Linked DNA regions of Mus musculus: regions 2, 3, 4, 5 and 6 are each linked to region 1. The links are chromatin contacts, called in public Hi-C, HiChIP or PLAC-seq and promoter capture Hi-C maps. All regions are on one chromosome and are shown on one strand. Each heading gives the region's core, a stretch centred on a gene start, on an enhancer-like site or on the middle of the called end of the contact. The rest is flanking DNA. Distances are from core to core; before and after follow the strand shown.

Region 1 (4,938 bases), core at 1,471-3,970:
AATTGCCAGAAGATTTCACGATTCCAGCTGTGTTTTTTTTTTTCACACCGATGGTTCCACTTACATAAGTGGGGTGACCTTGGTCTTCCTGAAGGCACCCCTACTTGCAGGAATATGCTGGGTGCTTTCCCTGAGCACCAATGTGGCTCTTCAGGGTTACTTCTTCCTCCTTGAATCACCATTTTCTTCCTCATTAGCTTGCTGTCAATTCCTTCATTTCTCGGAGTCAGACTTGAAATCCTGCTTAATTGTTATGAATGAAAGAAAACTAAATTCAAGACTTCAAAGCCCTAGCCAAAAAGTTTATTCAAGGTCCATGACTCACGCGGCTTGCTAGTTAGGAGGGCTTTTTGGGCTTAGAACAAAGAACAAAGGCTGTAAAGTCATCCCAGGAACCAACTAGCCATAAAGATAGGGAAGACATACAAGAATGTCTGGACTGGCCCGGCGCCTCCCTATCTCCCGTCCTTCTGACCTAAGTTAAATGTTAACCAGATGCTCTGCTGTTACCTTGATCTGCATGCATGTACAGTCTGCTGATGTTTAAATGGACCAATCATGTGAAACCACGCCAATTCCTCAAATCCCTAGCTTTCAAGTCTCGTGGTCAAATCCACTGTCTCCTGCGTGAGATATGTTTCGACCCAGAGCTCCGCCATTAAACTGCCTCGTGTATTTACATCAAGACGGTCCTTTTCGTGATTTTTGGGTGCACGCCGAATCGGGAACAGAGTGGGGGTTTCCCCACTAGGTTCTTTCAGCTATGTTATGAGAATCTTTTTAGACTTTCTGTCTGTCTTTTAAAGGCTTTTTTTTTTAAACTGAAAAATCCCACGTTATGCTTCCAGTTCCTCTCCTGTACGTACACATGACCCCCATTTGACTCATCCTGATTCACAGTTTCCATTCTTCCTTAAGTGCTTTCCAGACACTGGTTCCCAACTGACCCTTTGGAAAGGTCCACAAAGCTTATGCCAGCAGCCAAACTGCCAGCAGTACAGACCGAATCTATATTGAAAGCTCTTATCCTAATGGTTTCCCCATTGGCAATTCAAACAGATAAACACCCATGTGACATTGTAGCATTAAAGGTCAATCAAGGGAAAGTTATTTCCTTCTGGTCCAGAGAATGGACTCTATGGCCCCGGGTGGAGACAGTCCAGTTGGGCTGATTAGTCACCTGGCTTAGATTCACCTAACACCAGGCTTTTAAGCTGGGAGGAATATTTATCCCTTCAATGAGATAATGAGCTTTTCCTTCTGAGAATTCTACCTTCTGTGTATCTGCTAAAGTCATGGTTCTGTTAGGTGTGTCTGCCCTTCTGAGTCCTAACTCAGAAAGGTAACATTTCCCTTTTCTTCTCTTCTGTCTCAGCTGCTGCTAGAGATTAAGATACGTCCTGCTCCCTCTGGGACCATAACAAAGGAAGCATTTAGTTCTACATCACGCCCTGAGACTATGGTGACACAGTCTGCTTCTTTATGAGTCTGCTTCTTTAAAAAGTTGAATCAGAGCTGGAGGAGTGGCTCAGCAGTTAAGAACACTTGCTGCTCCTGCAGAGGATCCAGGTTCAGTTCCCAGAATCCACGTGGTGACTTAAAACTATGTATAACTCTGGTTCCAGGGGACCTAAGGCCCTCCTTTGGCCTCTGAGGACCCCAGGCACACAGAGGGATGGTAGCCATCCATCCATGCCTGCAAACACTCATGTACATGAAATAAAATAACTTAGAACAAAGAAAACTGAAAACTGGCCATAATGATGTCTCAGTGGGCAAAGGTGCTTGTGACCAAGCCTGAAAACTGGAGTTTGATTCTCAGAACTCACATGGTGGAAGCGGGGAACAGATTCCTTTGACTTCACATGCAGGCTGTAGCCCCCAAACACTTTTTGCGATTAATCTGTGAAAGTCAAAGAAAAAAAAATGTTATTCTCCATTTGTTTCCAGGAAAAAAAAAATCCATTCTCAAACATAGAATTTACTTTTCACAGATGGAGCTACATCCAGATCTACTACAGCTTAAACCTATCCTCCAAAATTTAGTACCCATCGTACATTAGTGGTTATTTTGAGGAAGGGCTTCTAAGCAATAGATGAAGTCATGAGAATGGGGCTCCTATTTTTAGCACTAGTGGTTTTTAAATGACCAAAGAGAGACTTTTGCTACCACACTTATGATGTCTCTCCAAGTGATACCTTGTGTCAGGATGCTTAAAGACAAACTCTCATAGATATTATGTGGATACTGGTTCCATGCTCTTGTATTTCCTCGTTTTCAGAATTATGAGACAAATACAATTTTATATTTTAAAGATCTGAGTCTCAAGTACTTTGTTATTAAAACAGAAAATGGATCAAGAACTCTCCTTTCACAAAGCAATCTCAAAATCTGCTTTATAATATCTGTTAAGAGAATCATGAGAACATGCACTCAGTTTAGTAGATTAAAGTAGTAAAAAGGTTTTGCCCTTATGTTACAGTCTCCTTTGGTTGGAAATCACTTAAATGATGAACTGAAGACATTTACTGTCTTTCCTAATTAACAGATATACTTCCCAGAAACATATCTGTGATTTCCAAATGGTCCCAGCTGGTTGCAGCAAAGGTCTGTGTAACTGATAAAATGCATCTGGCATCAAGGCACAGGTCAAGTACAGAGGCAGGCTCTCTGTGTCCCTGGAGAGTCTGGTGAAGACTCAGCACAGCTGGCTTTATAAGTGAGCAGAAAAAGAATTCAGAGCAGGACAGACTGTGGGGGAGACAAGAGCCTGCCTGTCTTTACAGATGAAATTTTCTTGTTCTCTTCTGTACTGAGTGTTTCCCAAGCATGCAGGTAAGATAATAATGTATGGCTTATATAGTTGAAGGCACCTCAAAGGGGAAGGTCACACTTATCTGAAAGAAATCAAAGAAGAGCAAGATGTGGAAAACGTGGAGGTAAAAGGTCTATGAGTGACTTGAAAAATAATCCTTATATAAGTAAAATTTTAATAGTTCAGCCAAAGTGAATGGGTCTTTCTTGCTTTGCAGTTATAGTCTGAGAGAGTTGGGACAAGGGAACTGAAGATAGTGTTTATGGAAATCCCAAGAAAGCAATACAGGAACACAATGGCACCCTTGTTACTTCTACGGCATAAGTTGTATCCAGTTTGATCATTTATTAATTCTCATTTTGGGCCATGCAGCAAGGTCCTGCTTAGATTATAGAAGAGCTTTATAGAAAGTGGAATCTGTAGCTTTGGAAAGTTAGAATTTAAAATCTTGAGTAAAAGGGTCAGGGCTGTGAGGGCAGAAATGTAAGAACAGGAGTGCAGCTATGGGCTTATCAACATAGATGTTAAACCATCACAAAATAATTGAATTATATATTTTTAAAAGTTACTATGCAATGAACAACCAAAGGCAGAAATCATTGTTACAGGATGAAATTTTAAGATGGAAAACCAAGCTGGAATTGCTATTATTATTTGTGTGTTCATAGGTATGTGTGCATGCCAGATGGTATCCTCCTCCATTGCTGGCCTTCTTTTCTTTTTTTTCCTTTTTTTTTTCCCTTTTCTTTTTGAGATCAGGTTTCTTACTGAAGCTTGCACTCGCCTGCATGACTAGTCTTGCTATACCCTCCTGTCTCTGCATCTCCAGTACTGGGATCATAGGTATATACTGCTGCGCTTGGCTTTTTATGTGGATGCTTGTGTGTATGTGCAGGGTTTGGAGGCAGTTTCTACAAGCACCACAGCCATTAGAGTATCAAACCATGGGAGGCAAGAAGGAAATTTGGTTTAATATAACTCAGTTAACTGCTGTTGGTTTGAAAAACTTTGAAAGTCTGACACCGGGTAGTTTATTTTAGGCATATTTAAGCACAGCACAATATGGAAAAAGTATCCTGATGCTAACCCAGTCCCACGTACTCAAGACATGATTACATATATTTTGGTCAAGTCCAAGTGGCATCTTCCATAAAGATAGGCTCTATGTATTTACTAAGGAAGCAGGCTCAAGTTGGCTCAAGGTAAACTAACTTGGGATAAGTCTCTTGGGGCAGGATAGTGCTGTAGATTGACTGAGATAAAGAGGCTCAAGATTAAGGGTCAGAAGGAGCTAGTTCCACCTGGCCATCCAGATAGAGCAGAGGTCACCAGGTTAATAAATATTAACTACATTCATCCCCAGCCTTCTGAGCAGGTTATACACCTCTCTCTCTCTCTCTCTCTCTCTCTCTCTCTCTCTCTCTCTGGAGAGACAACCATGTGTTTTAATGTTTTAATATTCCTGGTTTTCCAAGTGCTTATCTGTGAGCACAAGGATCTGCATGCCTCTTACAGATGCTGGGGACCAAACTCAGATCCTTACGTGTGCACAGCAGGTGCCTTACCAAATGAGCCAGATTTGATATTTAAAAACAAACATGCTGCATTAGCAAACTGGGCAATGTGGATTGCCCCACAGTTAATGTGCTGCCCACCTGTCCAGAACCCATACTCACTAGTGAAGTTGGAGAAGGACCCAGATGTAGATTTTCAGTAACCTTTGAATGAAGTAGTTAAAAGTTGAATGTAAACTGCCAAGTTGATGCACTGAAGGCTACAATGTTACAGCAACAAAGAAGTCTACAAATTTAGATTTACAGTCTAATTTGAAATTTATCTTAGTGTGCCTTGTAGGTTCACTTGACAATTTAGAATCCTCGTTACTCCAAGAAGGAAGTCACCTTGCTAACCTGTGTTTTCTAATACTTGTATTAGCTGCCAATCAATTTCCTTCCTCATTTTAAGATGACACATCTTAATAATTGTTTTATGTTTAAAATGTGTTTCATGTCATTGATTTATGACATTTTAATGTAACAATAGATTTTCCCCCTTTTAATAGGCTGGTCCGATGCCAACAGATTAAGCAATGGTTCCATTCCAAGATGCACACAGTTTTTGC
Region 2 (4,938 bases), core at 708-3,207, 940 kb after region 1:
TGCGCTCTGCGCTCTGGCGCTCTGGCGCGCTGGCGCTCTGGCTCCTAAAGATGTAAGCGGGGGGCCTTTCGTTTTTGGGGCTTGGGGCTTGCGCTCCTGGCTCCTGAAGATGTAAGCAATAAAGTTTTGCCGCAGAAGATTCTGGTTTGTTGTGTTCTTCCTGGCCGGTCGTGAGAACGCGTTTAAGAGGTGGGTGCAGGCACACCCTCATATGCCCCCCACCCTCATAGAAGCAGGAGGTGGGGGGATGAAATAGGGAGCTTCTGGGGGATTGGAAATCGGGAAAGGGGATAACATTTGAAATGTAAACAAATAAAATTTCCCATAAAAAAGAATGCAAAATATAAATGTGCAATTTTAACTTTTCCATCAATGCTATGACCTTTAGTCAGCTGCAAATCTAACAGGCTAGTCATCAGGTCCTCAGATTTTTGTAGAAAACACCAATATCTTTATGGCTCGATAAGTATGGAAAAGCCATGGACAGAAACAAGAAACCAGAAATTAATTTAATGTGTTCTCAGTCCCTTGAATTAGAAAAAGAAAATCCTGGTCGCAATACACCACAGGCAAACCTTGAGACATAATGAATACATAGGTTTGAAACTTATGACAGCCTCTAATGGGGGCTTGCTCAACTTAACTGAATGTGATGCACACATTTGAAATCACTTCAATTAGTTAAATACTTACAGATAACCTCCTGGGTACAGAGCACTCAGCTGGCAGAAACAGAACTTGAAACAATTTCAGAAAAGCTACCTGTTTGCCTCTGTTTAAAAGGGTCCTCTCTTTACACACTCACTGTATATGAAGTTTTCATGGCTCAGGTAAGTGATCTGATGTTCTCTAGCCCACAAAACACAGGCTAGAGATTTTACAGCACCATCTTAACCTCTAAATGCCTGCTTTCCACAAGCAAAAGATGCCCAAGAATGAACAACTGTTATACTCTGTGTGACATTGCCAAATCTCAAACCTCTCTGACCTAAACTAAGACTATGTATCTCTGCCATAAAGCCATGGTATACCCTGCATACAACAACATATGGAAGTATATGATATATATATATATATATATATATATATATATATATATATATCCCCAACATGCCGATAAGTGACCTTTGCCTGGGTCCCTTCAGTATGTAATTCTACTATTACTGGGACTTTGTCCTTCCTTCCTCCTGACTCCTTTTCCCCTACACCACAAATATCTGGATGAAGGAAGTAAGCAATGGGCTTGTTCCCATTGCACCAGGACAGTGAGGAGGCATCTGGTAACTGCCTGGACAAAGGATGGCAGGAAGGGGTGACAGCAATCTTACCAGGAGGGGATTTCAGTAAACTTACCCTCACTTGGAGAAAGCAATACTGAAAAATAGTACCACGGTGCTCCCAAATCAATGTGTTTCTAGTAGTAACTACAAAATCTGCAGGTATTCAGTTCTCTTAACTCTTTTAGTATGCTCAACGTATTGGAAAAAGAAAACAGGTTGTTTCCTACCATCTGAACACCCAAAGGATTCCTGAAACATAATCAATTACTGAAGGAAGACAAGTGGCTCTATCTAGACTGGCAAGAACAAAAAGAGAAACAAGCAGCTATGGAAGGCAAACTCACCATTATCCCTCACCTTGGGTTATCAGTATTTGTGGGAGACTAAGCCACTTGTTTCCCAGCTCTACTGCAGTTAAACATAGCAATGGGCCTGGATTCCAGACAAAGGGAAAGGGGGAGGTAATATTCGTGACTTTAAGATGTTAGCTCATAACAAGTCTTGTCTGAATCCTTCATATTCTTCCACCTTCTACTGTATGGGCACAAAAAGGCAAAGTGAGGGAAGACTGGTGAGCTCCTGGGTCCTTACAAAGCTCACTTACTCAGAACCGTGCCCTACTGTTCAACATCAACAGGAAGTAAACTGCTTAAGCAGGAAGACCTGTTTGGTACAGCAGCTATTGTAACCAACCCATTGATGTGGTATTGAGCAAGTGCATTAACATCAGCAGAAAACTCAGTGTAGAACAAGAGCTACTTATATAATGGAACAAACGGAAGGGAGTTAGCAAGGCTCTTCAGAGGCAAGAGGAAGGTGACTCCTCCAGACACTGTGCTGGGAATCATAATTTACTGCTCTATCCAAACGTCCAGCACATCATCTGACATTTTTAAAGCTAAGCTATTGCTTCTCGTGAATGAGCGAGGGAGCGCGAATTGAACAGATCTGTTAAGGGAACAGCTGGAAAGGGATAAAGATTCCACTTTCACATTCATCTTCCTTCACCGGACTCAATACCCTATTCAACCTAGACAACAAAAAGCTAAATAAATGAGAAGATTAAGGAACTAAAAATAGGCCTTTAAATAAATCATGAGAGATGACACTTGTGGAAGATTGCCATGTAATGAAGAAGAGGGTTTGGACATGAATGAGCACTGGGCAGGGTGACACCAGGTGTAACCTCTTTAACTCTCATTGCACACACATATTTCTTGAATGGCGTAACTTTAGATCTGGACTGTATGCCCTCTAGTATAATGGGGAGATGATTGCTGGGTGCTCAGCTTATAACCATCTCATCATTTTTCATTTAAGGGCCAACCCTGACATCAAGCATGGAAAGAATGCAAAAAAAAAAAAAAATGAGCTAGAAATGTGGTAGTCTCCAATACAACAGAATCACACAATACTTCAGTCTGCTATGCAAGTACCAAGATGAAAATCAGAAATACAAGGCCATTAGTGTTTTCAATAAAATCCTAGTATATAGAATTTACTTAAAAATCAGCATTTTCAATGTATTTCATCTGCTTTTTTCGCCAGTGTAGCAAACTACAAATGTTAAATTATATGCAAAAAAAGAAATAGTCGGCCATCAATGGGAAGAGAGGCCCTTGGTCTTACAAAGATTATATGCCCCAGTAAAAGGGAATGCCAGGGCCAGGAAGCAGGAGTGGGTGGGTTAGGGAGCAGGGCAGGGGGAGGGTAAGGGGACTTTTGGAGAGGAAACTAGGAAAGGGGATAGCATTTGAAATGTAAATGAAGAAAATATCTAATAAAAAAAAGAAACAGTCAAGCTCTCAACATGATCATGTAATTTTTGGTGATTTTACAAGGAGTTTGAATATTTGGGGAGGTACTGCAAAATATGCTTTAAATAAAATACAAAACATGTTGAAAAATTATTCATGACACCATCTTTTTCATTAGGCCATAAATAGCAACAGTTCATTTCTGGATTGTTAGTGTTCAGTCTTCTGGTATGAAGTGAGAAACCCTTAGTTGTATATAGAAACCGTTTTGTAGCATTTTTTAGTGGTGGCATGTGCCACAGAAGGAAATGTGAACCCATGGCAAGTATAAGGAAAGGATGGCTGTGGGGCGAATTATTAATAAAACTGGTGCTCGCTTCTCAGTATTAAACTCCAGAACATGAAGTACCCACCTCAGTCCAAATATAAGCCTCTTTATTTCTGTCTTCCCCATTATTAAATACTGCTCAAGGGAAGAAAAGTTCTCCTTAGCATGCTCCCCGCGAAAGCAGGAGAGAAACAATGAGAGATGGTTAAATAATAACATTTGTTAAAACACAAAGAAAACAGGCTATAACCGTTTTTCTTTAGGGAAAATGAAGATTTTCAATTTGCCTTAGTTTACAACAAAGTTACAGCATAATGCTTTCCCTTTTTCTTTCTTTCTTTCTTTTTTTTTTTTTTTTTTTTTTTTTTTGCATTAAACTTAGTTTTCAAAACCCCCCAAAAGGCTGCAACTCCCCTTTCATCAATTTAATTCCACTTCCCAGGACAAGTGAATTGATCATGTAAATGAACTCGTACAGGACTGGAAATATAATTATATCCTCTTTTGGTAGGCAGGTAAAATAGCTTATGCATCGTAAATATCAGTTATCCATCATAGAGTGGCCTTTCCAAACGCAAACTGCAATAAACTTGACATTTCATTTTAATAAGCACTTTTATTCCTGTTCTTGTAAGGACCTGTTTCATCAGCTGTAACCTGCCCTGGGCGCCTCTAGATTTAGCCCTCAGAGTTGGAACCTGGTTCCTTCCTAGCCTGTGTCTCTCTGCAGTGAGAGAGACCTGGTCCCAGTGAGCTTCCTAGCAGGGGTCTGATTCAGGAGGCACCTTTGGAGCTCACATCCTCCTACAGTCTGTTACACCAACTGTGTGGAACTATATACTCAATGCTCATAGTCAGCTATGGGATGGAACACAGGGCCCCCAATGGAGGAGCTAGAGAAAGTAGCCAAGGAGCTAAAGGGATCTGCAACCCTATAGGTGGAACAACAATATGAACTAACCAGTACCCCCCAGAGCTCGTGTCTCTAGCTGCATATGTAGCAGAAGATGGCTTAGTCGGCCATCAGTGAAAAGAGAGGCCCCTTGGTCGTGCAAGCTTTATATGCCCCAGTACAGGGGAACACCAGGGCCAAGAAGTGGGAGTGGGTGGGTAGGGGAGTGGGGGGGGGGTAAGGGGGACTTTTGGGATAGCATTGGAAATGTAAATGAAGAAAATACCTAATTTAAAAAAAAAGAAGAAAAGAAAAGAAACATCTGTATCTATTAGGAAGTACCTAAAATTAAAAAAAAAAGAAAATTTCCATAGCACAAGCCTTGCCAGGATCTGGCTCTAAGGCTCCTTCCTACCATCCTTGTACCCTTAATTTGACCACCAAAGCATCAAAAGTATGGTGGTCAAATTAAGGGTTCTCTCCCAGGCCCCAATAAGGTATTAATAACTTTTTTATATAATAACTCATATCCTCCTCAGGGCTCAGTTCTAAGCCCATGTTATTTCATAAACTTCCAAAATATATTGAATTTGTTTATTTTTTTCAAAGAAGGAAAGTATCATTTACAAGCTGACCAAGGAAAAAGAGCTTACGAAACCTAATAACTCAGGCTCTGGCCAT
Region 3 (4,938 bases), core at 1,693-4,192, 840 kb after region 1:
TGGGCACACTGTACACTGAAGTTCATTGCCCTTTTGCGTAGAAAATTGAGAAGGGACAAGAAACCCAAATTACAAAGTTTATAAAAGATGACTTTGTGAATCATAAAGCTAATACCCTCTTTCCTGCTAATGTCTTCCTATCAAGTCCTAGGATTCCATCTGCCAGATGATATTGCAGTACGAGTCACAGCTGATTCTACTTTCTCCCCAGCTTCCACTCTACAGCGATTCTAATATCTAGGATGTAACAGGAGGTCCCAAATGTATGTGTCCCAGCACACAACTGACATGTAAGGGTCACATATCCTTCTGCAAGAAGTCAGAAATCTAAAAGCACATGAAAGATACACATGAAAGTGCTGCCAGGGTTAGAAGGGAGAGAAAAGCCAGTGTCTGAAAATTCTCAAGATTATTCTTCTTAGACTCTGAGACTAAAGAACACAGACCCTCCTGACTTATGAACATCCATCCAACTTAGCCTCAGTCTAGATACAAGAAGGTTATCTATTATAATGGAGTTGTGGAAATGAGAGAAGCTTTGAGTTAGTCAACTAGAAACAAAATGAGCCAGATCCTAATAGGTGTTGGAAAAGAACAGACCCCAGTCAGGTGAGGAAGGGAATGTAGAAAACTTTAACTATTGGAATCAGGTGACTTATCACTGGTGTTTGGAGTAGAGCAACTGCTTCTGGGAACGGATGCCAGGACTCCTGGTCTCTGCTATGTGCACCCCTTACATCTCTTAAAAGATTTCTCTTAAGTGAGATATTGCTATAATTGCTGAGGAAACACAGTAGCACAGATCAGGACTAACCTGATTTCATGTGCTCTACTGGAAGCAATCACTGTAGAAGAAAGCACTAAGACTGCCCCAGTTTAAACTCTTGGTGACGCCTGTAATCAAATATGGCTGTGTCTGTTACCAAGTAGGCTGTATATGAATAAGGACTGAGTTAAACATGATATAAAGACCTGCCTTTGTTGCACCTGCAGTTTTGCCTGGAATCTATATCATTGGGGAGTGTTATGACGGAGTGGAAGGCTAGAAGACGGAACTGAATGATAGGCAGCGTGTATAGAAGAGGAGTTAGCCTCTGGACAGGTGGCTGAGCCTCGAGCAAATGAAATGAGGTAAAGAGCAGTGTGGATCCTCTTCCAAGAGGCTGACATCTTACATGTACATCTTACATCTTTTGAATATTCATGACCCTCATATCTACATATTCAAATCCTCATCCTGATTATGGCATTAGGAGGTCGGACCTTCAAGGAGTAATTAAGCATTGATCTTAATCCTTTATATGGTGGGACCCAAGGGGAACATGTCTCTTCACACATGTGAAGTCATAGTGAGATGCTGTTGTCTATGAATGAAGCAGTAGGCTGTCCCCAGACAAGACCTCTCAAATTCATGAGCTCTGACTTCATGGCTGTTTAAACTATGAGAAGCACAATTTTACTGATTACAAGCCAAGTAACCTATGGAATTTTGTAATGCCAACTTAACAAGAATGAACTAAAATAACTCTACAGCCAGGGATAGAGCAGCTTATTGAGACAGAAATATAAAAATTAAGCATTTAGAGCTGGAGCTTGCCTCTGGGCTGTTACGGCTGGTACTACAATGGTTTCCTACAAGTGGCTCTATGAATTTTAACTACATTTGTTTACTGATATACTCCAAAGGTAATAGTTACATTTCATCTAAGCTCTTAGTGAACTATAAAAGGAACGACCTGATCTGAAACAAGTACACATAGAGCTGAATGGTTTTTTCTTCCAAAAATAGCTAAAACGGGGAGAAGGCTTTTTTGTTTTTTGTTTATTTGTTGTTTTATGCAGGTTGAAATTTCTCCTCCTCCTTGAAGAAGGAAATTAAATATTTTAAATGGATGGCCTAATTATTGAATTTAAAAATATTTTAAACTTATAAAATAAAATGAATATATTTGTTTTAATTAGGAGTTGACAAGTTGTAAAAAGTCATAATAAACAAAAGAAAATAAATTGTCATTTTTTTAACAACTGATAAGACTATATACTTCAAGAGATGATTTGCCTATTGTATTACCGAATCAATTATCTTGTATGTTCTTGCCTCTCTATTGTCTAAAACAAAAGAGTCTTCGATGGTTAGGTAACTGATTTTAGGGATCACCTTGTAAACCTCAGGATTCATTAGACTGAACTTCAATTTGCAACAAATATTTTAGAACTGATTCACCTTATCTATTCTTTATCCTGATTTTGAGTCTAAATTGGATGAATTGGTTGAGATTTAAAATTGAAATGATATTACTTTTATGGAACTATTTTTTTTTTTGTCTTAATAGAAGTCAAAAGTACTATAGTTAGAAGCTGCTTACAAGAACATAGCCTGATGTTGATTGGGTGTTCTCATATTTATGACCATTTACATTTTCAGAGAAGGTTTTGTTCCCTTGAGCGCTCTCATCCAGATTAGTATATGTGTCTGGGTTTAATGTTCAGAAAACATTGACATTACATAGATAGCAAGGGCCATATAGATTTTTACCAATTTTCCCATTTTCACTTAGAAAGCAAATTGGCTGAGATGAGAAAACTGTCACACAGTGAAAAGTTACTTAAAGAACACATGCTTAAAATGGACACACCAGTTAGTTCCTGAGCCACATCTAGAATTCAGCTTATTAGAATGCAGATTGGGCTCAAGAAAAATCATTGCAAAAGGCAATTCTCAGTGGGCGGGGAAACCTCACAAATCAGTAATGCTGAAGGGGACATGGGGATGAAAGGTAATTTAAGACACCCATGAGTGTGCGAGGTATGCAGAAGTTTTAAGACAGACTTAGGCTGTTAAAAGACAACAAGAAAGCCATTTGTTTGAGCTGTATCTGAGAGGGCAGCTCTCTCAGGGCTGACAAAAGACAGCAGCTGGTGAGATCTACCAGCTGTGCCGCAGTGCTGTCTCAGGAGATAAGTAGACAGGAAACCAGACCACCTCTGCAAGGCACAAATGGCTTTCGTCTTCCCGTGGGTTCACTTTTTAAGGAGCACAGGAATAGTGTCGCCCATCATCAGACTTCTTGTCCAACCAGAATCTCAGAAAGTTATCTTACATTGAGATAGCATCTTGACAGATGTCAGCAAAGACTTTTAAGCCAAAAATATCCTAAATTTACACTGGGCTCCAAATAGAAATGCCTATTTATTCATCCTTATGAACAAAGCAACAACTCATAGATATGGAAAGGATGAATCCATAAAATTAGAAGCAGTGATTGAAGTTAGATGCCAGAACACAGTCCTAGGAGCTATGAGAAGCTAGAAGAGACAAGGACAGAGCTTTCAAAGCAAGTGTGGTACTTTGCATACCTTGGGTTCAGACTACTAGCCTCCAGACTAGAAGATGACGAATTCATATACTGTTAAGCCATTAAGGTTTTCAGTAGCTTGCCGTCGTTGCAGATCTAGAAAACTTAAACCAAGGGTCAGCGCCTCTGTGACATTGCCCGTGACAGTGGTAAGTTCCTCCTAGCCACAGCATCTGACTAACTGTATGTAGAAAGGCTTCCTCAGATTCACTAACAACAGCTCATTTGTCAGTAGTGCAAGATCCAGAGCAGATAGTCAATGCATGAGAGAGATGAAGTTAGTCAAGTGGAGAACTCATTATGTACTGTCTCGATTTTAGAAATTTCACATATGTGGAGAAATAGCATATGGAAAGATTCAAATGTAAATTGAGTGTCAACTTGTCAGAGGATAACTGGCTCCCAGAGGGATTTGATATGTACTTTAAAAATAAATGCAGGTTATAGCAGATTGCCCAAGTACTAAGTATTGGGAAAAATGTAATCATAGGTGTGTTGCTTTTGCCACCCAAAGTGATACAGCATAAAGTTCATAGCACCAGAGGCTCCCAAGAGATGTTATTGAAAGCAAGGTGCAAAGATGCCAGTTGGGTTTTTGTAATTAAGTCTGTCTAACAAATGGATGAAGTACACTGCACATGATGCTATTTAATGGTGCGAATTCGCAAGCTGGTTCTGTTCCCACATTAGTAAGGATGAATGGAGCCTTCAGATTTATATTTTATGTATGAAATACTTTTGGAGCAATGCCATATCTAATCAAGTCAAGGTCAACACAAACTCTGATCTTCACTTTTCTTTCTTTATACAATAAAGATTCAAATATATCATGGCAACTTTGAAAATCTCCCAGCTCTACTTCTTGCCTTTCCAGATTGGGATTCCATCATTCACTTGCTTCAGGGAACTTTGCTATCTATGCAATCTAGTCATTACTTTCTAAGTTCTAAGACCAACTCCTCTGTCACTGATATCTACCTTCCTGGCACACTTTCAATATTTCAAGTTCCCCAGTTGTGATTTGAGTAAATTGTAGTTGGTATATGCTGTGGATGGGTAAACAAATCTGAGGTGGAAAACATTCTGGAAAAGTATCACAAAGAGAAAATGGAGATATCGTTAGATTTGCCTATGGCCTGAAATGTGATGTTATTTATATTTCTTTTTTTTTAATTTAAGGTTATTTTTTAAATTTTAATTAGGTATTTTCTTCATTTACATTTCCAATGCTATCCCAAAAGTCCCCCATACCCTCCCCCCCCACTCCCCTACCCACCCACTCCCACTTCTTGGCCCTGGTGTTCCCCTGTACTGAGGCATGTAAAGTTTGCAAGACCAAGGGGCCTCTCTTTCCACTGATGGCCAAATAGGCCATCTTCTGATACATATGCAGCTGGAGACACGAGCTCTGGGGTACTGGTTAGTTCATATTGTTGTTCCTCCTATAGGGTTGCAGACCCCTTTAGCTCCTTGGGTACTTTGTCTAGCTCCTCCATTGGGGGCCTTGTGATCCATCCAATAGCTGACTGTGAGCATCCACTTCTGTGTTTGCTAGGCCCCGGCATAATCTCACAAGACACAG
Region 4 (4,938 bases), core at 1,286-3,785, 710 kb after region 1:
GTGTGTGGTTGTAGCCCACTTCTTCCAACTTGTCACATTAAGTTCCTTATCACTACAGCAATGTCAGATTGAAACACAATAGTACCATCCATGATCTTTCACACAAGCACACACATGTGCATGTATAAAATGTAACTTAATTTTTCTCATTTTTTTCCTGTTAAGAATTGTATTTCTCTTTACATTTCCACCTTTCAATTTCTCTTCTTTAGACACAAAAATTCAATATGGCCATGTCTTCACTTCTTCCTGTTCAATCTATAAGGTATTGTGTTTTTAGTGCATTATCCCTTCACTTCCAGAATCCAATGACTTTAAAAAACTCTAGTCAGCATTGAATTTTTATGAGCTTGGGGAGAGCAAAAGATAAAGATCAACTTTAGAATAATACCATTAGGTCTGTTAAAAAAAAGGATCATAATTTTAGATAAGCATCATTCTCTTCTGATGAACACCTCTTCACAGACTCTGGCCTTCAAATTAATGCAAAAGTAATGAAAACAGAAGTAGATATAACGAAGATTATATCTTCATGTTTGAAACAGAGTTGTCTTATGTCAAGTGCATTGTTCCCTTCCATGAACTTTCCAAACCAAACAAGTTGGTAACTGTTAGATATAGCAAACATTGAGGACATTCAAATAGATTGTTTCTTTTGACAGTATTTTTAAAGACTCCACAGCAAGACCATATAACTAATAAATATTTCTTTTACATTCCCTCTTCTTTCATGTAAGAACTGCATATGAAATTTTATTAAGCTCCTCATTGAGATAGATAGTAATATTTAATTTGATCAGTAAAAATTAAATTTGGCCAGTCAAAATCCGTTCTCAGTATAGATTTTAGATGATCTGAATTTTCTAAAATCAATACAGTCATTTCTTTAAATGAGTTTTCTCTTTCAAAAAGTAGCAAAACCAATTTGAGTGACTTTCAGATTTGGTTACCCTAGACTAAGAAAAAGTGACCTGATAATACTTTCAGCTGGTTTGGTTGGGAAATATTCTTTCTGTTTCATTGTTTAATTTTATTTCCTGTTGCTGTGATATTCACTCAAAGGGAACAAGGATTTATTGATGCTCACATTTCAAGGATGCAGTCCACCACGTCAGAGAACACATAACAGCAAGATCATGAAGCATCTGGTCCCACTGCATACACAGTCAGGAAGGAAAGAGCAATGAATGTTTCTAAGCAGCAAGATTTCTTCTTTTTATTCACTCCGGTAATAAAAAGCCCTGGAAATGGTACCACCCAATTTTACCATCTCAATTACCTAATTACCATCTCAATTAACCTAATCAAGACAATTCCTCACAGCCATTCCCAGACACTAACAGGTGTATCTGGAGGCCGGCATGTCTACTTGATTCCAAGTTCCATCAACTTGGCAACTAATACTTAGTGTACTGATCATGAAAAAATGGTGCCCGGAGATGACCCATCATCAATCAAGTTTGAGATAGTTTCTCTTCCTTTAACCTATCCCTTCTTCTGAATCTCCCTTCCCCTTCTCAATTTAGATCCCCCACTTCCCCATATCTCCCATCAGATCACTGACACCCTGCTATTCCTCTCTCTTGCTCCCTACTCACTCCCCTGCTCTGACAATTGTCTACTTCTACCTCTCTGGCTTCTGCAGTTATGGCAGGATATGTACTCATATCTGAAGATTCGAAGCTAAGAGCCTGAGAGGAGAGAGCATATGCAGTGCTGTCCTCCGGAGTCTGGGAAGTCCCACTCTGTGTGATCTTTTCTAATGCTGTCTATTTACCTGCGGAGTTCATTTTTTAGTTTTCTTTACAGGTGAGTAGTATTCCATAGAGTATAAGCACCACATTTTGGGTATCCATTTGTCATTTAGGTGGTTTCTGTTCCCTAGCTATTATGAACAGAGCAGTAATGAGCATGGCTGAGTAAAAATCTGCAGAATAGGATATCAAGTCTTTTGGGCAAATGCCAAGGGGTAGTATAGCTAGGTCCTATGATAGGTTTATATTTCATTTATTGATAGTTATCCACACTGATTCTATAGTGGCTGCACCAATCTGATATCCCACCAACAGTGGGTTAAGGGTCCCTGTTTTTCCTTAATCAATTGAGCATTTGTGATTGGTCATATTGTTGATCTTGGTCATTCTAACTGGGTTTGATAAAATCTTAAATTCATTTGCATTTCTCTAGTTGCTAGGGACAGTAAACAGTTTCACAAATGTTTTCTAGCCATATTTTTATTCTTTAGAACTCTCTGTTCAGGTCCTATGCCCATTTTTAAAGTGAGTCATTTGTTTTTTGCTTTCTAGGGTTTTCTTTTTTTTTCCTTTTGATTCTTTATCAGCAAAAAATTCTAATTGTGTTGAAGAGTAAATTTTGCTATTTAGTCTTTAATAAACAGGCCCAGGCACAGCAAGACCCACCCTGTAGCAAGGAATGTCCGGCCATAAAAGATAAGAAAAGGAATGCAAGAACTGGCCAGAGCTGTCAAGGCTGACTCAATAGCCATCTGGCAGGATGGCGCCTCCCTGGGTGGCGCCTCCCTCAGTCCACCGTAAATCATACATTAACCAGATGTCCTGCGAACCTCGATAAGTCCCAGGCCCTTATGGCCTCCCTACGCCCTAGCTGGCACGTACTACCCTGTTAACTTGTAATCAACCCACTGACATTTAAATGAGCCAATCTTGTGTAACCGTGCCAATTCTTTCTACTCCTCCCTTTTGGTTTGTGGTTTTGCCTTTATAAATCTGTGAAAAGTTTAGGCCGGGTTCAAACTCCTCTACCCCTTGCGTGGTGTATGAGTCTCGACCCCAGCATGCTGGTTTGAGTGCTCCTTTGTTGCTTGTGTGCCATTAAAGCCTCGTGTGGTTACAGCAAGTTCGGTCTCAGTGTCTCACTGGGTGCATGCCTTCCCGAGACTTGAGTGAGGGTCTCCCTTCGGGGGTCTTTCAGTGTAAATAACAAGCTTAAATCAAACTTAGGCTAGAAAACAATTTACATTACTCTAATATGATAACCTAGACTTATTATTTATTCCATATAATCAATATAATGAGACAATTTATTAGGCACCTTTCATTCTAAAGGATCTTGTCTTATATGAATGATTTTATATTAATTGTGACTATTTTGAAGGGTGTTATTTCCCTAATTTCTTTCTCAGCCTTTTTATCCTTTGTGTAGTGAAAGGCCACTGATTTGTTTGAGTTAATTTTATATCCAGCTACTGCACTGAACTTGTTGATCAAGTTTAGGAGTTCTCTGGTGAAATTTTTGGGGTCACTTATACATACTATCATATCATCTGCAAATAGTGATATTTTGACTTCTTCTTTTCCAATTTGTATGCCTTTGAATTCCTTTTGTTGTCTAATTGCTCTGGCTAGGACTTCAAGTATTATATTGAATAGGTAGGGAGAAAATGAGCAGCGTTGTCTAGTCCCTGCTTTTAGTGGAATTGCTCCCAGTTTCTCACCACTTACTTTGATGTTGGCTACTAGTGTGCTGTATATTGTTTTTATTATGTTTAAGTATGGGCCTTGAGTTCCTGATCTTCCCAAGACTTTTATCATGAAGGGGTGTTGGACTTTGTCAAATGCTTTCTCAGCTTCTAATTAGATGATCATGGGGTTTTTCCCTTTGAGTTTCATTATATAGTGGATTAAATTGATGGATTTCCATATATTGAACCATCCTTGCATCCCTGAGATGAAGCCTACTTGACCATGATGGATGATCATTTTGATGTGTTCTTGGATTTGGTTTGCGAGAATTTTATTGAGTATTTTTCATCGATCTTCATAAGGGAAATCAGTCAGAAGTTGTCTTTCTTTGTTGTGTCTTTGTGTGCTTTAGGTATCAGAGTAATACCTTGATGTGACTCTAACTTAGGAACTGAAAGACGTGGTGGCACCCACCTTTAATCCCAGCACTTGGGAGGCAGAGGCAGGTGGATTTCTGAGTTCGAGGCTAGCCTGGTCTACAAAGTGAGTTTCAGGACAGCCAGGGCTATACAGAGAAACCCTGTCTCGAAAAAAACAAAAAACAAAACAAAACAAAACAAAAAAAACTATTCTCAATAATGAAAGAACCTCTCGTGGAATCACCATGCCTAACCTCAAGCTGTACTAAAGAGCAATTATCATAAAAACTGCATGGTACTGGTACAGCAACAGATAGGTAGATCAAAGGAACAGAATTGAAGAAGACCCAGAAATGAACCCACAAACTATAGTCACTTGATCTTTGACAAAGGAACTAAAACCATCCAGTGGAAAGAAGACAGCATCTTTAACAAATGGTGTTGGCTCAACTGGCAGTTAGCATGTAGAAGAGTGCAAATTGATCCATTCTTATCTCCTTGTACAAAAAGCTTAGGTCTATGTGGATCAAGGAATTCCACATAAAACCAGAGACACTGAAACTTATAGAGGAGAAAGTGGGGAAGAGCCTTGAAGATATGGGCACAGGGGAAGGATTCCTGAACAGTACAGCAATGGCTTGTGCTGTAAGATCAAGAATGACAAATGGGACCTCATCAAACTGCAAAGCTTCTGTAAGGCAAAGGACACTGTCAATCAATCCTAAATTTGATAGGGGGATAATATCCAACATATATATATATATATATATATATATATATATATATATATATATATATATATATATATCCCCAGCCTGAAATATGGCTGAACAGGCTTGACTGTTATCACTAGGATCACTAGGAGATCACCGGTGGTAGAGTCTGCCACACTATCATTCTACCACTCCCACTGCTGCTACCTGCTACCTAGCTGTTCTAGAGTATTCACATGGTCACCTGAAGCTGGAATCCGAAGATGATTTGGTGGGAATGGGCCCCTCCCCCTTTTTCATAAGCCTGTGTTTCCGAATATTAAAATTGAGCTTTGATCAGGATCTTGTCTTAGCTCCATTGTT
Region 5 (4,938 bases), core at 766-3,265, 690 kb after region 1:
CTACCTCAGGCGTTTAACCCCCTTGAATCTCTAGAGATTACCTTCACAGAGACCTAGCACCTCAGTCCTTGAACTTATTACCAGCTCAGTTCAGGAAGCTGGTCAACCACATGAAAACAAGAAACCAAATAAAAACTAAAGGAGGAAGAGGTTGCCTGTGGAAGGGAGAGTGGAGTTTTCACTAGCAAAGTTGTGTGCTTTCTACTCCTTCAGAAGAGCAATGCCCAGACTCATGGGTATAAAATATGTACAGAAAGAAACTGGGTTGTGCTCTGGCAGAGATATCTAGGTCCCAGAAAGTCATCTGTTGAGAAAGGGCAAAAGCAGGGACAACCTTTTTCTGAGGACGGAGATTTCAACAACCTGTGCCTGTCCTTGCCACTAAACATCCACTACAACTGAGTTGTTACTGGTTAGTTCCAATGCTTGTTGATTGGACCCTGGGGTTTTTTTCCCCCAGAAAACTGTTTTATTTCTTCCTTGTCTTCGTATTTCTTAAGTCTCACTTCGACTCTTTTCCTCTAAACTCCATCATGTTTTCTCCCCTGGGGTGGGGTGAAGGGGTTGGTGGGCAGGGGCAGGCGTAGATAGAGCAGATCAGAGGAAGTAGACCAGAAGGTTGAACTTAAAAAACTCAGCTACACTCCGGGCAGGGGTTGATTATCTACGAGTAATTTGCCCTCCAGCCTAGTCTGGTAAGAATGGGTGTGCACACTTTCAGCCAAATTGCTAGAGAAATGTAAGCATTTCTCCAGCTGCTGCACTCACAAACTGCCCAGAAACAATCTTCTCTCTTAGATACCTGAGTTAGGGACTACTGTGTGCTCTGACCTGGAAACCTGGCCAGTGCTCTGGTCCAAGCCATGCACACCATACAAACACATCTTGATGCTACCCTTCTAAACCCTGCTTGCTTTCCTCCGGACTACCTGCTAGGTCACCTTTTCCAGGGCCATCTGTTCATCATTCCCATCTCTAAACTGTGCCTCACACGGTCTCACTGCCTGGCTTCTGTCTAGAGCCGCAAATGTGCAAGGGTCTGCTTTCTCGACCCAAGGAGCTCTGCCTTAAGCAGCTCTTTGACCAGACTGACTCGCTCCCCATCCAAGCCAATGAGGAAAGGCTTGCTTTCAGCTTCTTGCCCCATTCAGCTCTTTGTCAAGGACAGTGATCCTGCTGCCACCACAGATCCCGAACTTTCATCACTCTTCAGAAAGCGCTTTGTCTCTTTAAAGGAGACTGGGGACGAATATTAATGATTCCAGTAGATTCTAACAGCAAAGCTATCAAATTCTCCCAAGTCCATGCCAGCGATGGTCTCAGTGACGTTCTGGAGCCGAACTCTTAAGATAGCCAGCTCCCTCCCATAGCGAGCGCACCACGGAGCCACAGACTAAGGAACCTGACCTGCCTACTCCCCAGCCCCCGCCAGAATCTTCAAGGAAAACCGTAGAAAAAGGTCTCAGGGAGCGATCCTGGAACCACCTTCTCCTCTGCCCCAGCCCTCCGGACACAGTCTGCTTCTGAAGCCCAGGGGAAGCAGTCACCTTGACACCCCGTGCCAGGGTCTTCCAAGATTTGGAAAACCCGGGGACCCACCCCCTGGATGAGCATCCTTCCCGCAGACACAGGCGAAGTTAGCACTGGGTGTAAAATGAAGCAGGGCGAGGCAGGGGCAGTGGGCACCTACCTGGGATGGCTAAATTGGTGAGGGGGATGCTGTGGATGCTCTCAGGCAGAGTTGCCATCCAGTCGGCGAATTTCAGCTCGTTTTTCCCCTGAGATGAGGCCATGGTGCCGGTCTGCTTGCCGCCGCGCTAGTCGCCACACTCCTAGGCACAGGCTGGCAGCTGCTGCCGTTAAGCCAATGTTTGCTTCGGCCCCGCTAGAGTTTACACTCCGCTCTGCGCCACACCCACAGGATGGCGCAGACACATGCTCATTTTAATAATTATTCAAAAACACCCCATGCTCCCTCCTTGCCTTGCCAGACTCCACTGCCGGGGCTTTTGTTCCTGACGTCCGTGCTCTGCTCTCTGCTCTTTCCCCTCCCTCCAGACTCCCTCCTCCCGTCTCACCCCTCCTAGGTGGCTCTGCCTTTCTTTGCCATTTTGCAGCTTCCCACCTCTTCTTGTTATTAGTCCTTCATCCTTAAAACAAACAAACAAACAAACATACAAAAATAAAATTTAAAAACTTCGTTTTCCGAGCTGCTTTGTCCCTCGTCTTTCTCTGTCCCTTGGTGAGAGTTCCTAGTCCAGTTTGCATGAAAGGCAGTCTTGCGGTCGAATCTAAAAATCCTGGTAGACTTTGGCATGTTGTTACCTCCTGAAGAGCAAATTCATCTTTGGCTCTCAACACTTTCCATTCTTCCCAAAGAGTGTTCCTTTCCCTAAGCCACAAAAGAGTGTGCCCTTTCTCAGCAAAGAGTCCTCCGACTTATTTATACAAAATGGAGGTCTTTATTTATCACTTTGCCTGATGTTTTAAGGAGCTGATTGATACACGTGGTGAGCAGGAAGGACAGTATATTCTCTTCTATATTAATCCCTGGTCCCAGGCATTTCACGGGTCAAGGGGCACTGCCACAGGTTGTGAAGACCTTCATTGATGCAGTTCCTTTCTGGGTTTCACGGCACTCAGGAAAAGATGAAAGTCTGGGACTGGAAGGAACCACGTCTCCCAATGACATGCTGTAATTACTGCCAGTAGCATTTGGTGGAATGTATTTGGCACCACTTGAAGTGATCTATGTGATTGTTTGGATCTTCATTCCTTGGCAGACTAAAGAGATGTGTCTCTCCAGAGAGAAATCGCTCATGTGGCTCCAGAGAAATGTCTGGGTCCACCTGTTCCGCAGTGAGAAAGAGAAAGAATCTAACCTTACAAATGTGGCAAGACCAGCATTGGCCTGAACAGGACTGTATGAGTCAGAGTGACCATGTGCTAGGCCATTACCACTCAGAGACTAAGGATGGGCAAAAGGAGCTGGCTTTCCTATGGAGGGACGTGTAAATTCTATTCCCAGAGGAAATCCTATTAGGCTGAAGAAATTAGAATCAAGGTTGGAGAGACAGCACTGAGCAACATGAGAGTAATCATTTCAGTTCAGTAAACCCATTTAACATTTTAAAAGCCCCAGAGCCTTTTTATTTTGTGCAAGGATGCTGTGACCAAAGAAAATTCCCTATCTATTCGAAATTACTTTGGGGGAAGGTAGAGGGAGGAGAGAGGATGTCTAACTCTTTTGATCAAATTTTCTTACTCTCCCCATGGAAACAGTCCATCGTGTCTTGAAGACATGGTTGGTCTATCTTTAGGAATGAGGATGAGATGTACTGAAACTTCTGCTCAGAGAACTCTTTACATTCTCGGTAGCACAGCACATCCTTGTATGCTTTTAGCTAGAATGCGAATCATCTCTGCTTGTTGGCAAAGAGATTTATAAGCCCCGCTCTTCTGACTAATGCCAGTGTTTTAAGGGTAACACATTGAGGCAGCAACTCAGAATCACACTGGAGAGTTAGCCACACTGTGTGTGAGCAAAGTCCTCCAGTGCCTGTTAGTCCTGTGTTTTCCATTACACAGTCATGACTACTGAGAGACTTGTGGTGACACTTTCAGGTGTGCTTGCTGAAATAGCAGGATCTGCACCCTCACTTTTCCTTGTCTATTTGGAGACTATTCTAGACTTTGAAAGTATTCTTTCCAGGGTGGTCAATTAATTATGCAACCTGTGAGGTATTGTTCTGTAAGATGTACTTCAAAAATACTCTTTATCCAAATGTATTGTGAGGATGTGTCCTAAAAAGTTTAGGAAACAGTTTATAAAAGACGATTGTCCTAAAGTAGAATTGCCTCTTCTTTGGGAAACTTCAGTGTTTGCTCTTAAGGCCTTCAACTGATTGGATGAGGTCAATACATATGATGGCAGGTAATCTGCTCCATTCAAAATGACTATAAAAGCTACTTCATCTACAAACATCTGCATAGCAGCCTCTACTGTAGTATTTGAACAAATAGTTAACCATCATAATTCAGCCAAGTTGTGACTCAAGAAATCAACATACTCACTGTAAAACTCATGTAAATTAGTGTTTGAGCAGCTAGTCGTCACAACTCTGCTAATTTGTGGTGTATAAAAAAATTCCATCATACTCACTGGAAAACTAATAAAGAGGTTGATATCAATTCCCTGATCTCTTTAGTATTCTATTATTCTGTAATTCTGTTGCCATTAAGAGTATCACATGCAGAATGACTAGAAATAAAAAGAGAGAAAAAAGGCATAGATAATTGTCTTGTAGTTTTAATCCATGCAAAGAAGTTGAGGTAACTGGTCTGAATTCTTATACCCACAACATGGAGAATGCCATTGAAGTTTCATTATTGGATGTCATTTATTATTCCAGTTTTGCTCACTTGCTGTGATAAAACACTTTAACCAAATACAGCTTGAAGAGGCAAGGGTTTATTTCATCTTACCCTTCAAGGATATGTTTATCCAGGCAGGAACCCAAGGCAGAAACCTGAAGATCACACTGCTTGCTTTTCTGCCCATTGTTACCCCAGAGCAGGGAACACACAGTCAGGAGAGTACAGCAACAAGAATGGAGGAGGATCCTTCCAGCTGGCTTGCTCTCTTGTAGACTCATGCGTAGTCAGCTTTCTTATACAACCAGGACTACCTGCCTATGGATGGGTCCCACTCACAGTGGGCTAGGCTCTACTGCATCAATTAATAATCAAGAAAATCCATCATAGACATCCCTCCAGGCCTATGTGATCTTGCTAATTCCTCAATCAAGGTTTTTTGTCAGATGATTTAGGTCATAGAAAGCTGACAGTTAAAACTACCTACGTACCTACCTTAAAAAAAATAGTTCAAGCACTACAGCAAAAATCCCATGTTCATCCATTTAAAAAATATAGCCTTTT
Region 6 (4,938 bases), core at 1,429-3,928, 560 kb after region 1:
GTTTTATTCAAATTACTTTTCCTTGGTGTGGAAGGCAATTGATTCTTTCTAGTTATAACATTGTGATATTCAAACCCACAGGAAAAAAATAAAAGCTTTCCAAATTAATCACATGTTTCTCACCTGGTAGTCTATAATTAATCTCATTAATTTTTGTTTATCACACTTATTAAACCAATCAGTTGTTTGTGTTTTGTGAAACTATGCATAAAACCTTAAATGTGAAGAATTATTTCTCATTACTGACACATGCTCTTGACTTAATCCTCCAGTATATGACTGGGTCTTGAATTTAAAAAAAAGTTTTTTTTCATCAAAGATAATGAACATGTATCATACATCAAATACTTCTAGAATCAAACAAATAATTAAATGGCACAGAGTTATAGCTTAACATGCATACTTCATCTGACCAACCAAGTGCATAGAAAATGCATTTTTAAATATTAAACATGACATGTCTGGTAAAACGGTGCAGTGAATCCTTTTGCAATTGAAAATCCAACATCATGCTTTAATTTTAACATCTCTTTGGACAAGTCTAGGAGTTCATGTTGTTTGAATTCTACCTTATCTTACCCCAGAGACCATAAATTAAAGAGGTGACTTATCTTTGCTATTTTGGTCCAAGGTTCCAGATGCTAAATGTGGAAGTCCTGTTACATTGATGCCTTCCAGGAATAAGGAGGCAAAATATTCATGGAGAAGTCTATATACTTCCTGTATCCTTTACCTAAGCCAGTAGATGTGCTCATGGCAAATCCTTTAAAAGTGACAGTTCCCGGTCAAGGGGCAGAAAATTGCCACCCTTGATGCCAACTAGAAACTCTCTCACACATATGCATTTCTTCTTCAAGATTATGAACAGATCTATAAGAAAAGCAATTGAAAGACTAAAGTACTCGTAGTGGACCTTTCACTTTCCAAAGCAATATGCTCTCTACTGGACACTGCTCAGCATTAAGTTAGATGGATTCATGACCACAAGCTTTGCTGTGCAGTGCGCCACTCTCCCAATAATAACACGTAACAACCGGCTAACCTAGAATCACAACCCTGGGTACCAAACACTTCCACAAAGGGCAGATACAGGGATCTAGACAAAGAACAACAACAACAACAACAAAACAAAAAAAACCCAAACAAACAAAAAACCAACCTATTTTTAAATTTCAAAGACCTAGAGCACTGTCTGTCAGATAGTGAAATGTAGTAACAGACTCTTTTGCCATTGAGTCACCTGCAGCAGTAGGATTTAAGCAAGGGTGATTTTGACTCTGGTGTATTTGGAAATGTAAGGAGACACTCTGGTTGGTACAACCCAAAGGGACTATTTAGAATATTTATCTAACAATTTTAAAATCATTAAATAGTCTGGGAATCTATTGGGCACATGACACTGTAGTGTATGATCTGTGTATGTGCCTATGAATAGACAGGGATTGTGAGAAAGATTTACAAAAAAATGGTAAGGATGGGAAAGGTAGTTAATTTTATCAAGTCTGTTCAATGATTTGCTTCCTCCTCTGATGAACTGATCATTTGATAGGGAATTACAGAGCATCTGTTATGTATCATATCATCCATTAGGACAAGCGTTTGGAAATAAAACAGTATACAAGCGTTATCTGGATGTTTCCTTATGGTGTTCATGTTACAGTGAAGAGAAACAGGCAGGAAACTCACTATTTATCACACAGTATGATAAATGCTAGAATGAACTGCACAGGACACTTTCAGATAAAACAGTAGTTTAGTCCTGAGTAGGATTTGATCTGCTAGAGGAAATTACCAGCGAATGCAAAGGGTGAGAACACACCCCCAAACACATGCAACCATTCAGACAATATTTCCCCAATGTTGATGCACATCTGCTTCACATGGGAGCTTGTTAAAATTTAACTAATTTAACCAAGACCAGTGAAGCATGAGACGTGGCACATCTAAAAACTCTCCTGTGCTGTGAATACCATTGTCTTGACCACCACTCTTGGAGCAGTGAGTTTTCAAGATACTTCTTAGCTCTTCAGCTTCCTGTGACATCATCCTCTCTCCCTAAATCCTGTCTCTCCTGTCTCACTTTCAATGCTCAACTTTTCAGGACAGATAAATGCAAGCATACATAGACACACATCAACACTGATACCTGCATCCACACAGAGACATAAAAACACACAGAGATACCAGAATGCTCACATGGACAAACATGCACAGATTTTTGTGTATGTGATCTGTGTTATGTCTAGATGAGTCTCTTTTAAGTTTGGATGGTATTGTATTGTTCATGATTTGGGCTACTTTTAAAATACTAAATCAAAAATAGGGCTGATCATTTTCTATTAATAAAATATTAATGTTTCTGAAATAAATTTGGCAAACATTTTAAGTTCATTTCTTGATACTCAGAAAAACCTCTGGCAGTGGTTCTGTATCTCCTAATGGAGAAGCTGAACTTAAGTCTATAAGCTTCAGAATAAGGGGTAGTTCATATCCCTCTCCCCACTGAGAGCACCGAAATGCATTATCTTTCGAACATTTTCATTTCCAAATTCATAATGATCACCCTTCCAGATGCAGTGAGTCATGAAGTAGGATGAATCAATGCTGACTAAATACTAAGCAAGGTGCAGGCAGAAGGTTTGTCCCTGAACGAAATGTAAAAAATATAGAGAAAAATAGCACATTGTATCAAGAATTGTCCTTGACTGCTTTGGCATAGCTCAGGGGGAATTCAAAAGGGACCTGACTCCAACGGAATGATTTGGAAGATAACCAGAAAAGAGAACCAACTGGTTCCCTGAGGAATTCTGCCCTATCCCTGCCTCCAAGGCTCAGAAGAGCTTAAAAGGATAGAATGGTCTGGACTACCTAAAAAGAGTCGTGTTTAATTTATGATTAAAAACCCATAGAAATCTGTTTTTCACAGCAAAGTGGTGGATTCTTTGCACAACCATTGCCCCAGAATTGTGCTATGAAATTAAAGAAAAAAGTATTTTCTGTTGCTTTTGATAGTGATCTAGTGCTCATGGAGTGTACTTAATGTGAACCATTCACTACAGTTCCAGGAACATTTGGCTTCTTTCTTCTTCTTGAACACATTAAGCTTATTCTCACTTCATCTTCTTCTTAGGATTCCCCACTGCCTGTTAACCTACATATTCAAATGTGAACTTTGACATCATCTCCTTAAATAAACTGCTGTATCCAACATGTGTGACTCATCCAAAGCTTTGCGTTTTGTCTCGAAGACATAACTGAATTGTGTTTTCTTCTTAGCATTTATAACTAACTTCATGCTTAATTTTCAATTGGTTATTTTCTATCCTCCCCCCGGAGATACTGAATTTCATAAGAATAAGATGAAATCTATCTTATTATTGCATTTCCCAACAAAACACAGTGGTTGGCATGTGAGAGACACCTAATAATGGTACATGAAATAATGAAATACTATCTTTCCTTCTCTGTACATATCAATCTCTGCATCCATCAATGGGATTGATGAAACTATTTACAATGATTATGAAATGAATTAACTGATAAATATAAAGAATGGTTTACTAAGAAATTGAGAAGTATTAGCTTTTACTATCACCCTGAGTCTGTGTTTCTACATTTAACAGGGAGCCCTGAAGAGAACTGACTGCTTTTCCAAAGGTCCTGAGTTCAAATCCTAGCAACCACATGGTGGCTCACAACCATCAGTAATGAGATTTGATGCCTCTTCTGGAGTGTCTGAAGATAGCAACAGTGTACTTACATATAATAAATAAATAAATCTTCGAAAACTATATTTAAAAATGAGCTAACTGGAAGGAAGCATGGATCAGAATTGCACTGAAAGGCTGTAAACACCCTTGACTGTGGTAGATAATTATTTGCAAGCCATTGTCATTTTTATTCCTTGGACCACGAGTTGCTTTTTCTGTGCTATATGTCATAGTATCACTCAAGACTATTCAGATCCAAAATGCTCTCTTTATGCACACAAGGTCCAGGCTCTTACTGTGAGTGTTGAGTCCTCTGGTGTCCAGAGGTGTTACCAACAGCTTTTCCTCTACTCAAGCTTCTGAAGGGTCCTCAAGTCGGGGGCAGGTTGGTGTAGAACATCTCTTCCCCATGATCGTTGTGTGCTTATGACAGTAAGCATAAACTGCATTTTATATAGCAGCCATTGAAGGAGAAACAGAGGAGGCTCAACCTTCCATGTGGTAAATATGCACAGTGAGAGGAAGCCATTTAGGGATCTTTCCAGTCCAGGCTTCCTCTTTCCTCTTTAGGAGTTAATTCTATAAGATGCTGAGGTTTTGTTTTGTTTTTGAATCTCATGTCTCCCTCTGTCATTTTCTCCTTTGGGCCTCCTATTGCAGGCAGCATAGAGTTTGGGGTAGCCTTTGATGTCTGTAGCAACAGGGAAGATATGACTGCCTAGCCAAAGAATGAATGATCTGGAGAAAGGAGAGGAGAAGGTTGGCTAAATCCATATCACTAAAGTCACCTGTTCTGAAATGAAGCAAGACAAAGTGCCCTATGGAGTTTTTATTTCCCAGAAGACAAAAACAAACCTGGAAACAAATAAGCAGTCTGGTTATTCAATTCTTAGATTTGAGAGCCAGAAGACCTCTGAAGTCCAACTATTTATTTTTGTCTTGTATGTCTGGCACTACTTATTTTCCTTTTATGGATAATGAAACCCCAAAATAACACACATTACCCTTAATCATGTTTGTGCTACAGAAAAAAATAAGTCTCCTTGAAATACAAGCCTTTGATTCCATCATGCTCACAAAACACCACTTCTTGCCAACAGCTGGGTTGTTTTTCTTAACAAAGACACGTTTGGGTTTGGGGATATTTCCTTTGCTTTCTTTCCTGTTTCTCATTCTCTTCTCCTGCCCTTAGCATTTGAGATGGAGCTGTGTAGAGAACAGAATGCCC

The links. Promoter capture Hi-C pulls out the DNA fragments that hold promoters and counts their contacts. Hi-C and Micro-C count contacts between places; a contact is called where the count stands out from the background. HiChIP or PLAC-seq counts read pairs in DNA pulled down with a chosen protein or histone mark.
Region 2: a contact with region 1 is called in an H3K27ac HiChIP or PLAC-seq map of oligodendrocyte precursor cells, with 25 times the contacts expected there. The contact joins the enhancer-like site here to the promoter of C7 in region 1. A contact is called at or near these places in 4 of 39 promoter capture datasets (cranial neural crest, frontonasal cranial neural crest, hippocampal neurons and 1 more) and 1 of 115 datasets of contacts at active chromatin or transcription factors (oligodendrocyte precursor cells).
Region 3: a Hi-C map of the N1E-115 cell line shows a contact between it and region 1, with 8 times the contacts expected there. The contact joins the enhancer-like site here to the promoter of C7 in region 1. A contact is called at or near these places in 9 of 39 promoter capture datasets (the C10 cell line, cranial neural crest, embryonic stem cells and 4 more), 1 of 484 Hi-C or Micro-C datasets (the N1E-115 cell line) and 1 of 9 other capture datasets (adipose tissue).
Region 4: a contact with region 1 is called in a Hi-C map of the N1E-115 cell line, with 7 times the contacts expected there. The contact joins the enhancer-like site here to the promoter of C7 in region 1. A contact is called at or near these places in 4 of 39 promoter capture datasets (the 3T3-L1 cell line, the C10 cell line, cranial neural crest and 1 more), 1 of 484 Hi-C or Micro-C datasets (the N1E-115 cell line) and 1 of 115 datasets of contacts at active chromatin or transcription factors (embryonic stem cells).
Region 5: a contact with region 1 is called in a promoter capture Hi-C map of stem cell-derived epiblast-like cells, with 7 times the contacts expected there. The contact joins the promoter of Plcxd3 here to the promoter of C7 in region 1. A contact is called at or near these places in 9 of 39 promoter capture datasets (the 3T3-L1 cell line, cranial neural crest, embryonic stem cells and 4 more), 6 of 484 Hi-C or Micro-C datasets (the N1E-115 cell line, cerebral cortex, cortical neurons and 2 more), 2 of 115 datasets of contacts at active chromatin or transcription factors (astrocytes and forebrain) and 2 of 9 other capture datasets (adipose tissue and pancreatic islet).
Region 6: a Hi-C map of the N1E-115 cell line shows a contact between it and region 1, with 4 times the contacts expected there. The contact joins the enhancer-like site here to the promoter of C7 in region 1. A contact is called at or near these places in 11 of 39 promoter capture datasets (the 3T3-L1 cell line, cranial neural crest, embryonic stem cells and 6 more), 13 of 484 Hi-C or Micro-C datasets (the N1E-115 cell line, cerebral cortex, embryonic fibroblasts and 4 more) and 2 of 9 other capture datasets (adipose tissue and embryonic stem cells).

What each region holds. Positions count from the first base shown.
Region 1 is chr15:5,061,555-5,066,492 of GRCm38.p6, reverse strand. It overlaps C7 (complement component 7), which reads left to right and starts at 2,720. Exons shown (of 18, transcript NM_001243837.1): 1 at 2,720-2,836. The coding sequence starts at 2,831.
Region 2 is chr15:4,121,875-4,126,812 of GRCm38.p6, reverse strand. The region is part of intron 13 of Oxct1 (3-oxoacid CoA transferase 1); the gene reads right to left. Among named protein-coding and RNA genes, the nearest start is that of BC037032, 97 kb to the right of the region's middle. Within about 2 kb of position 1,957, at least 26 of the 459 cell types and tissues checked have an H3K27ac peak or open chromatin away from gene starts, as enhancers often do. A contact at or near this core is called in oligodendrocyte precursor cells, where this site is marked.
Region 3 is chr15:4,226,210-4,231,147 of GRCm38.p6, reverse strand. No RefSeq gene overlaps it. Among named protein-coding and RNA genes, the nearest start is that of Plcxd3, 150 kb to the left of the region's middle. Within about 2 kb of position 2,942, at least 9 of the 459 cell types and tissues checked have an H3K27ac peak or open chromatin away from gene starts, as enhancers often do. A contact at or near this core is called in the N1E-115 cell line and second pharyngeal arch cranial neural crest, where this site is marked.
Region 4 is chr15:4,354,253-4,359,190 of GRCm38.p6, reverse strand. No RefSeq gene overlaps it. Among named protein-coding and RNA genes, the nearest start is that of Plcxd3, 19 kb to the left of the region's middle. Within about 2 kb of position 2,535, at least 8 of the 459 cell types and tissues checked have an H3K27ac peak or open chromatin away from gene starts, as enhancers often do. A contact at or near this core is called in the N1E-115 cell line, where this site is marked.
Region 5 is chr15:4,372,568-4,377,505 of GRCm38.p6, reverse strand. Plcxd3 (phosphatidylinositol-specific phospholipase C, X domain containing 3) reads right to left here and starts at 2,015. Exons shown (of 3, transcript NM_177355.3): 1 at 1,691-2,015. The coding sequence starts at 1,793.
Region 6 is chr15:4,501,816-4,506,753 of GRCm38.p6, reverse strand. The region is part of intron 1 of Plcxd3 (phosphatidylinositol-specific phospholipase C, X domain containing 3); the gene reads right to left. Among named protein-coding and RNA genes, the nearest start is that of Plcxd3, 130 kb to the right of the region's middle. Within about 2 kb of position 2,678, at least 4 of the 459 cell types and tissues checked have an H3K27ac peak or open chromatin away from gene starts, as enhancers often do. A contact at or near this core is called in the N1E-115 cell line, where this site is marked.